3 separate regions of the Sus scrofa genome follow, and regions 2 and 3 are each linked to region 1. Evidence: chromatin contacts called from public Hi-C and HiChIP or PLAC-seq data. All regions are on one chromosome and are shown on one strand. The core of a region is the stretch at or near the end of the contact, and the rest is flanking DNA. Distances in the headings are between cores, read along the strand shown. Region 1 holds the start of INTS9 (integrator complex subunit 9). Region 2 has its middle 21 kb from the start of KIF13B. Region 3 holds the start of KIF13B (kinesin-like protein KIF13B).

Region 1 (3,012 bases), core at 353-2,852:
TTCCCGTCTTTTCCACACCAGGTTTCAAACAAATGCGAGACAGAACAGGGTGGGGTAGAGGAAAAATACAAGCAGCGCCTTTCGGCGATTCCCCCCACCCCCGCCCCGGACCCCCAATAATTTCCAACAGTTTCTCCTACTACGAAAATAAATCGCCCTATCTCAGGATATACAACAGTTATTCTGTGTCTTCAGTTGACACCCAGAAAGAGACGCGTACACATACCAGCACTCTCGACCCCCGCCCCACGCCCCCGAATGTTAACTAGTGTTTAATCTACTGAACACGAAGACGGCAACGAGATCCCTCCACCTACTGTTTCGGGGTAACGGTGGGTGGAGGACTCGTTTCAAAGTAGCCCCAACAGTGTAACCAAAACACGGTTCCGGAATAAAATATTAAGAACACTTTTCCTTTCCCACCTAGCTACCGACTTCGGGATGCAAAAAGCCATCCACACAGCATCTCACGTCTACAGTGCTCCTACCCTGAGTTTGGGGTTGGGATGTGTCCCTGGGAGGATGGGAGAAGGAGTGTGAGCGGGCGATGGGACACAAACGACTTGCTCCCCACGGCCACCCCGCGCCGCGGCGCCAGCCCAGAGGTCCAGGACCCGCACCTCGCGCACGCTTCTCCGCCCAGGCCCAGCTAAAAGCTCCGACTCCGTCTCCCGAACTTCCTCTCTAGAGACATTTATTCAAGGCTAACACATCACCCAAGTACACGTCACCCAGTTTCAAATACAGTTCTGCACCCCAAACAAACCCACACCTCAAATTCCCCTCACAGTTTCCCAAACTCCAAACAAGAGACCCCACCTCCAGGATTCAAACCTTCCGCCCACCAAGGAGGTAACCAGGAGGAAAGAGTTAGGGAGCAGCCGACGCCTTTCCATTTTCGCCCCCCACAAACTGCCCCACCCCAGACCCTGCGTCCGGGTCACCCCCCTCGGAAGCCCCACGCTTCCTCCCTCCTCTCAGTCGGGCCGCCTAAGAGACCCACCCCCGGCCCACTCACTTTCTCTCCCAAACCCCTCCAAAAAGAAAAAAGAAAAAAAGTGAAGAGAAAGAAGTGAAGAAAGAGACTTGAGGGAGCCCGCCTTCCAAATCGCTCGACTCACCTCAGAATCCTTGCTGAGTTCTCTCCGCCCGGCACAGCCCCCTCCCCAACGTCCCAGTACGAAGGGCTGAGGTAGGGAGGAGGGGAAAGCGGGAGGGGGAGGGGTGTCTTCCGCGTGGGGCGCCCGTCGGGAGGGGACTGGGGAGGGGTTGAGGCCGGCGCAGGAAGAGGAGAAGGGGGAGGGGAGGCCCCTATCTCCCAGTCTCCCCCTGAAAACCTCCCTTGTCTCAATCACATCAGACTGACTGTCTTTGTCTGGCTGACAACCGCCATATTGATATCAACAGCCCCGCTCCCACCTGCTGCCGCCGGGCGGCCCTGGGAGTTGTAGTTTCTTACTCCCTCGAGTAAAAGCGCGGGACTCGGCGCCCGGAGGCCCTGGGGGACTACAGCTCCCGGCAAGACCTGCGCCATTCGCCTTCCCACAGGGAGGAGGGGAAAGGGGCGCCAGAGTCGTAGGGACTACACATCCCAGAATACCGTGGGCTCTGGGCCCAGACAGGGGACATGATATCATGCTGGGATGGAGAGGGAGAATGATTTGGCGGCGGGGAAGAATTTGAGCCGAAGGAAGGAGGAAAGAGAGAAAAAGGAAAGATGACCACAGTTCCCATGATGCAAGAAGACAGGACTACATTTCCCATGATGCATCCGGAAGGGGGCGTAGGGAAGAAAGACTGCATGTCCCGCGATGCTCGAGGCTGGCGGGTGGCGGAGATTGAACCGGAAGAGGCTTTCTGGTTCTGAGGAGTCCAGTGACTGATATTGAACAACCTAAAGTCCAATATGAAATTGGTGAGTCTCTGCTCCTAGGTCAGAGGGCAAAGGTGATGCCATATCCTTTTGGACTTCGTCGTTTCCAACTTGTGGTGGGAACCGTCGCGGAAGAGGGGTGGCAGTTAGAGACTTAGAAAGTGGGGTGAACCAAGGAAAGCTGCTCCTTGTGGTTGAGTTTGAATCCCACCTCCCACCCCCGACCCCCAGATCTTATTTATCCCTTGGCGGCTCCTGTGGTTAGATAAGAGATTGACTCTGTCACCTTACTTCACACACGAACTGAGGTTGGGCTTTATGAACTAGGTTTGACTGATTTCACAGCTGCCATGTGAGTTTTATAATTGGTTAACTTCTTTCCACGCGATTGGCGTTTGATTAGCGTTTCTTACAGTTTTTGAAAAGGCTTTGGTTACATATGAGCAGAGTTTAGAAAATATTGGGCAGAGTAATCACTTAAGTTTTCTGTTATAGACTCCTAACTGTCTTTGATATTCAGAGAAGGACGAGATCATGGTATGGTATGATCGTGGAAGATTTAAGTTTTAAACCCTGTATAATATGGTTTAAGTGTCAAGGCATTCAGTCTAGGGCTGTAGGGACTGTATGAGCCAAGATTAGATGGAGCCTGCCAGGATACCTGGAAAATTCTCTGCATCACAAAACTCAAAACACTTGGCTTGTAGGGAGGCTGCTCAGGCCTTTATTTTGAGCCACGTTACTCTGTGTGCACACAGATTTAGCTACTTTAACTAGTTTATTCCAACTGTATGGTATTAGTAGAAAAGCAGGTGTGAGATGCTGTTTCTCAACCTCTTAAAATTCGCATTCCTGCAGCCAAGTGTTGTAAATCTTTACTTTCCTGTAATTTTAGTAGAAAAATAAAATGTGCATTTTCTTAATTGTTTGAGCATGCTTTTCCAAAGTGTGCAGCCCAGGCTGGTGCCTGCACACACACGCTAAGGGCCTGTGCTCTTCAGAGTTTCAGCTGTTTTCTGAGGAGTCAGAGAAATAGAAGTAGATTCAACACTAAAGCTGTTTAGGTAAGGAGAAGGACACAGATCAGTAAACCTTGAGGATATCAATTTGCTTCTGGGTCAGTTTTCAAGACATGTAAA
Region 2 (3,012 bases), core at 295-2,794, 430 kb before region 1:
CAATAAAGAACTGATAACACACCACTAGTAAGAGGCAATCAGATATCTGACAGGTCTGAGACCACTTCCTAGGCATGGTTATACACTAACAAATAACTAAATCCTCAGAGGAGGTACCTCTGAATAGAAATTTTAAGAAGAGTCCAGACAATGTAAATCATCCAAAGTAGAGCTAAACTTTTTTTTTTTTCTTTTCTTTTCCTGGCCTAACCTGCAGCATGTGGAAGTTCCCAGGCTAGGAGTCGAATTGGAACTGCAGCTGCAACCTACACCACAGCCACAGCAACACTGGCTCCAAGCTGTATCTGCAACCTACACCACAGCCTGCGGCAACGTCAGATACTTAACCCACTGAGGGAGGCCGGGGAATCAAACCCTCATCCTCACAGAGACTATGTCAGGTCTTTAACCCACTGAGCCACAACTGGAACTCCCTAAACTTATCTTTAAAACTCACTTAGTCTAACCCTTTCAGTTTACAGTTCAGGAAGCTGAGGGACTGAGATATTTCCACTGCTCCCATGGCATTTGGGAAGGGCCAGGACTTGGACCTAGTTCGTTCCCCGTCCAAAGTCTTTACACTGCTTCATCCTCACTTGCCTTGCTATTTAAGGCAGGAATAATGACTTCTTGGGTCTTGCTCACTAACGTGTTTTGTATAAATGGCCTGTATGTGTTAGGAAGTAATGAATACTTGTTGCAAGAGTAGAAGACCAACAAATGGTCCTTGATGATCACAATGAAGAGAAGTTGCTCAATGTGTCTTCATACCCGTTGTCCTCACCTCCTTCCCCAGCAGCCAGAAATGGGCATGGAATTGGTAGGAACCCTGGGTAGTGGGATACCTGGCAGATTTCTGGACAGGAAACTGTGATCAGGCTACACGTAGGCAAAAGGGAAGGAGATAGAAAAGCTAAATTAGCCAGAACAGTGCAGATATTTTGTGGATTCTGGGATGTGGAATGTTGTTCAGGAAATTGAGAATTTTTAAGAGCTCAAAGGAATCCTCAGAAGAAGAAGATAGTAGTATTTGCAGAAGTCTTATCAAGCACCTTCTCTTCTCCTTGAGCCTCATTCATGAGCTGTAATGTTAACATATGTCCACTAGAGGGCAGCACTTACCCTTCCCCAAGGCAGAATTTTTACCTTGCGCTCTCTCCTGTTCGAGCCTCATTCATAGACTGTAATGTTAAGATATGTCCACTAGAGGGCAGCACTTACCCTTCCCTAAAGCAGAAGCTCTAGATTTTGGTCAAAAAACTGTTTGCCTGCCAAACTGAATTTATTAAAATCGACTTGGGTTTCCAGTTTTTATTTACGAAAACGCACAAATGATAGCTACCATACATTTTGGGTCACTCTGAGATAAGCAGTGTTATAAAATTCTATCTGCCCCACACCAAAATGGCCTCAGATAAATGTAAAACAAGTTATTAAAACGCTGAAAATTTAAAAGAGAGAATTAAGGAGGGGAGGAAAGGAGATAAAGGAAGAAAGGACAAGAGGGAGGAAGTCTGAGACCCTTGTTGACTTCCCAGTTCCCTTGGGATCCAGAAGCTCTGGTTTGGGGAAACCCCAGTCTCAGCCAGGGTCGTCCTGCCATCTGTTCGGGGTAGGGTGGTCCTTTTTTCCTTTTCAAAATCGGGCAGGCAAGCTTCCTTAGGTAGAGCTTCCTAACTTATGTTAAGGAAGTGCTAAATATGTGTTAACAGTCGGCAAAATTCAGATGATTTGAAAAGGAGTGTTAATGTTATAAAAGTTCACCGCAGAGGCACGTTGCCTGCAATAAAAATATTGTCCACCAGGTGGCGGTGTTGCCCTAGCGTCAAACTCTCCTCGGCCTCTTCGCTTCAGGAGGGTCCTGGAGTGTTAGTCTCATCAGTGGCCTCCAAATGTATTTTAATTCCAAATCCAGGAAGAGGGGGGAAAATGAGGGGAAGAATGACTTCTCCTTCCCATCCCCACAGCAACATCCCAATGGCTCTCTAACTGCCCTCCCTGATTTCCACTCTTTTGCCCTCCTTTAAAGACAAGTCTCCTGTTGTTTCTTCCAGCACCACTCCTCACAACAGGCTTAGCCATGTCCCACGGGTGTCCTCAGAACACCAATAAGAATTTATCATCACCATGGTGGGTATATCTTGACCCATCTACCCCCTCTTGAAGGACTGTGACATATATTGTGTGTCCCCAAAGAATACATAGGCATCGTCATTCATGACGTGACAGGTGGCCCAGCAAGGTGCTCCTGAAGGGAATTCTGGATTCAGATCCTAACTCTGCTCTTTTTTTCCCCCCACTTTGGGCAAGTCACTTAACCTAGCTCACCGTTGGATTCTCCATCTATAAAACAAGGTACCACAAGCCCCCTATGGGGCTGTTGGCAGGTTTGAGCAATAAATGCTAGCTACCACGGTAAATAACTCTTTGCTGAACGAAACCAGCTCTACCCAACACATCAGCATCCAATTATTCTTCCTAAGTTGTCACTTGTGTCATATCACTCCCAGATCAAACTCCTGGATCTGCTTAATTTGGACGAAGCTCCAACTCTTCTTAGCTTCCATAGTTATTGATTTATCTCTATTTTTAAAAACACATCTATTATTGTTTAAATAGTTCTTTAAACACTATTTTTGTAAAAGCATGTTTTGTAATTACCAGTTGGTCACAAGAAAATGACTCTTATCAGAATCACTCTTGTCAGGAACAGTTCTGAGAACCTGCCTTTAATTCAGTGCTTTCCAGTTCTGGCTTCATGTTAAGATCGCCTGGGGTGCTTTGTCAAGCATTCCAACACCCAACCCCAGAAATTCCCATCTAATTTGTCTGGGGTGTGGTTGGACATTGGGATTGAAAAGGTTTCCCAGGGAGACTATGGTGCAGCCAGTGGTGAGTGGCACCTCTGCTTTGTCACACCTGGTAGAATCTTCATGCCCACTCACCTGCAACCACACAGTTTTCAAGTTCTCGCTCCTCAGCTGGCTGTTCCTGTTCCCAGTTGGCCTGGGT
Region 3 (3,012 bases), core at 136-2,635, 410 kb before region 1:
TCCTGTAAAGAGGGGTTTCTGGGGTTGCATTTTCTATTTTTAACCTTTTATTCTACTTTTTATTTTTACTTTTTTAAATGAACTTTTATTGACATACTAGTTTCAGGTGTACAACATAATGATACAATGTTTTACCCTGAGTTGTGGGAAAATATGTAACATAAGCACAATCACAAAGTGTTTGCTTTTTTGTGTCTGGCTCATTTCACTTGGGGTAATGTCTTCCAGGTTCATCCATGTCCTGGTATGTGTCAAAATTACATTCCTCTTAAAGGTATTTTTAACCTTTATGACAACTCTGCTTGTATTGAAGCTCTTTCAACAACAGCACAGTTCGTAAAAGGCCAGTCTTGCAAGCTTTCTATATTTACTCATCTATAAAATGGTTCTGAATTCTGTTCCATCATTAAATATATCCAAGCTCACCTGCCTCTTATAAAGGTGACCATTGCTACTCAGTTCCTATCAGCATTTCCAATATGTAATGTAGGCCCAACATTGCATGTAAAAATCTCCTGATTTTCATGTGCTGGCCAATACCATTATGCCAAATAGAACATATTTGCAGGCAAGAGTTAACATCTCTGCTAGGGCCTAACAACAAGCACATTTTAGTGTGGCTTCATTGATTCATTCATGTAATAAATATTTATTGGGTCTCTACTGCAGGCTAGGCTACACATATAAGATACGGTTTTAAAAACACAAGATAGGAGAGACATAGTTTGCTTTTAACAGCAAAAAGAATGACTAACATTTATTGAGCACTTATGTGCCAGGGAGTTTTTAAAGAGCTTTACCTATACTAACTCATTAAACCTTACAACAATCCTCTAAAGCTAGCACTCTTTTTTGCTGTCATTGTTGCTTTTTTAGGGCTGCACCCACGCATAGGGAAGTTCCCAGGCTAGGGGTCAAATGGAAGCCACAGCTGTTGGCCACAGCCACGGGGAATGCGAGCTGCATCTGCAACTTACACCACAGCTGTAGGCAATGCCGGATCCTTAACCTACTGAGCAAGGCCAGGGATGGAACCCAAGTCCTCATGGATACTAGTCAGGTTCCTTAACTGATGAGCCATCAAGGAAACTCTAGGTTGGCACTCTTATTGTCTTCATTTTACATATGAAAAGGCAAGCGGAGTGGTCAAATCTATTGCCTTGGCACACAGTTGCAAAGTGCTGAGAGTGGATTTGAACCCAGATTGATGCCAGAGCCCAAGGTCTTGACTGGAAGAAAAGGGGATGGGTTGGTATAGGATAACCTGTGGATTTATGAAGACTTCCAAAAGGGGTAATTTTTAACTTGTTTTGGATGATTTCAGCAAACAAGACCAGGTGGGCAATACAAACAGTGGCAATAATTTGAGCCAGGGATCAAACACTAAAATTAGCAGGAAATGAGTCTGAAAGCCATTGCAAGGTCTCGAATGCCATCTATTCAACTATTTTCAGGTGCGGTATCAGCTCATCGACAGTTTATGTCAGCACTAACGGCGGGGGTAAGTAATCAAGGTGTAGCAGCAGACGCGCTTTTGCAGACTCCAGAGAGGGAAGCGCGCCCCGCCCACGACCCCCTTCGGAGACTACAAGTCCCGTCATGCAGCGAGGGAGCGCCGGGAGCCCCAAGGCCAACCCCGCCCCTTCCTCAGACCCCACCTCGGCCCCGCCCCTCCCGCCCGCAGCCCCCTCCCGCCCGGTCAGCCCCGAGGAGTTGCCCGGTGGCCGCGGCAGACGGAAGCCGGAGCGAGAGCCTCGGCGGCGGCAGGATGGGCGACTCCAAAGTGAAAGTGGCTGTCCGGATCCGGCCCATGAATCGAAGAGGTGAGAGCCAAGCCCGCCCGGGTCCGCCGCGGCGGAGGCGGCAGGTGCCTGGCGCTCCCTTCCCTTGGCCACGACCGCCGTGTGGGGTCCGGCCGGCCCCGCCCCTGGAGTCCGTGTTGGGAGGGAGGGCGGCTTGCGCACCCCGAAACCTCGTCCCCCACTGCGCCCGCCCCGCCTGCGCGGGACGCCCCTCCCCTCGCCCGCACAGCGTCCCGGGGCGCCGCGGGCCCCACGTCCCGGCCCGCTGCCCCTTCCGCCGGCGCGCCCGCCCCTCCCCGGCGCCCTTTCGCCCTCCGGTCTCCCTGCCCTTCCAGGAGGGCGCCCGCGTCCCGCGCCCCGGGCTCGCTTCCTCCTTCTCTCCCCGGGCCCCTGCCCTGTGCCCCACCGCGCCTGGGCTCTCGGCTCGCCAGCTGTCAGAGCGGCCCCCGCCCCTCGGGTTCTCACCCTTTGGCTTGGCAGGGACAGTTAGAGACCCCAGGCCCCGACCCTGCACTCTTGAGGTCCGCGTCAGGAAGGAGGGCGGGGAATTTGGTTTACTCCTAAGAAAGCGTTCCAGTGCAAAAATCCTTCCTCTTGGCTTTTCACACTATGTTCCTTAAACTTGGACGGTCATAAAGGCTTGTAAATACTTTGATTGAACTTTGAAGAGTTGGTCCCCTTCCTTGCCCTCTGCTTTTTTTGACTGTTGAGAAAGTTTTGCTTTTGCTTGAAGTCATACTCGTCATCTCTCAACAATAAATAGCTAAGGTGCCAAGATTCTTGTGAAATTGTATCTTTCAGACATTCTCTCAATTCTGCAGGGAGGATAGAGAAAAGCAGATAAATCGAGTACATTTGAAATACTCTTTAGACAGTCAAATGGAATGGAAAAAACACCGACACAACTCTGAAGCTGGGCCTTGACTTTAATGCCTAACTAGCAGCGTGGCTGGGCAGGTTACTTTAAATGAGATATAGTGAAAACACCTCCTATACCGGGCGATGTAGTAGGATCATTATAGTCCCAGAAAATAATTTTTCAATTGTAAGACTCAACTCATCTGAATCATGGGTGCACCAGAATCATTTTCTAAATCGTTTTGGCAACTTCTTCATAATCAAGTGCAGAAATTGTATTGCTTTCTAGTTTCCTTTGTTGTCTTTTGTATATATTGAGATATAACACACAGTCAACAGATTGACATATGCT

Evidence for each region. Hi-C and Micro-C count contacts between places; a contact is called where the count stands out from the background. HiChIP or PLAC-seq counts read pairs in DNA pulled down with a chosen protein or histone mark.
Region 2: a contact with region 1 is called in an H3K27ac HiChIP or PLAC-seq map of alveolar macrophages. The contact joins the enhancer-like site here to the promoter of INTS9 in region 1. A contact is called at or near these places in 11 of 47 Hi-C or Micro-C datasets (embryonic fibroblasts, fetal skeletal muscle, fibroblasts and 5 more) and 2 of 2 datasets of contacts at active chromatin or transcription factors (alveolar macrophages and skeletal muscle).
Region 3: a contact with region 1 is called in a Hi-C map of mesenteric adipose tissue, with 1.8 times the contacts expected there. The contact joins the promoter of KIF13B here to the promoter of INTS9 in region 1. A contact is called at or near these places in 4 of 47 Hi-C or Micro-C datasets (embryonic fibroblasts, mesenteric adipose tissue, skeletal muscle and 1 more) and 2 of 2 datasets of contacts at active chromatin or transcription factors (alveolar macrophages and skeletal muscle).

The regions. Positions count from the first base shown.
Region 1 is chr14:12,691,030-12,694,041 of Sscrofa11.1, reverse strand. INTS9 (integrator complex subunit 9) reads left to right here and starts at 1,602. Exons shown (of 17, transcript XM_001928998.7): 1 at 1,602-1,915. The coding sequence starts at 1,907. It overlaps HMBOX1 (homeobox-containing protein 1), which reads right to left and starts at 1,435. Exons shown (of 11, transcript XM_005670463.3): 1 at 1,122-1,435.
Region 2 is chr14:13,119,948-13,122,959 of Sscrofa11.1, reverse strand. No RefSeq gene overlaps it. Among named protein-coding and RNA genes, the nearest start is that of KIF13B, 21 kb to the right of the region's middle. Within about 2 kb of position 1,544, at least 31 of the 83 cell types and tissues checked have an H3K27ac peak or open chromatin away from gene starts, as enhancers often do. A contact at or near this core is called in alveolar macrophages, omental adipose tissue, retroperitoneal adipose tissue and 2 more, where this site is marked.
Region 3 is chr14:13,098,816-13,101,827 of Sscrofa11.1, reverse strand. It overlaps KIF13B (kinesin-like protein KIF13B), which reads left to right and starts at 1,385. Exons shown (of 40, transcript XM_021072406.1): 1 at 1,385-1,823. The coding sequence starts at 1,400.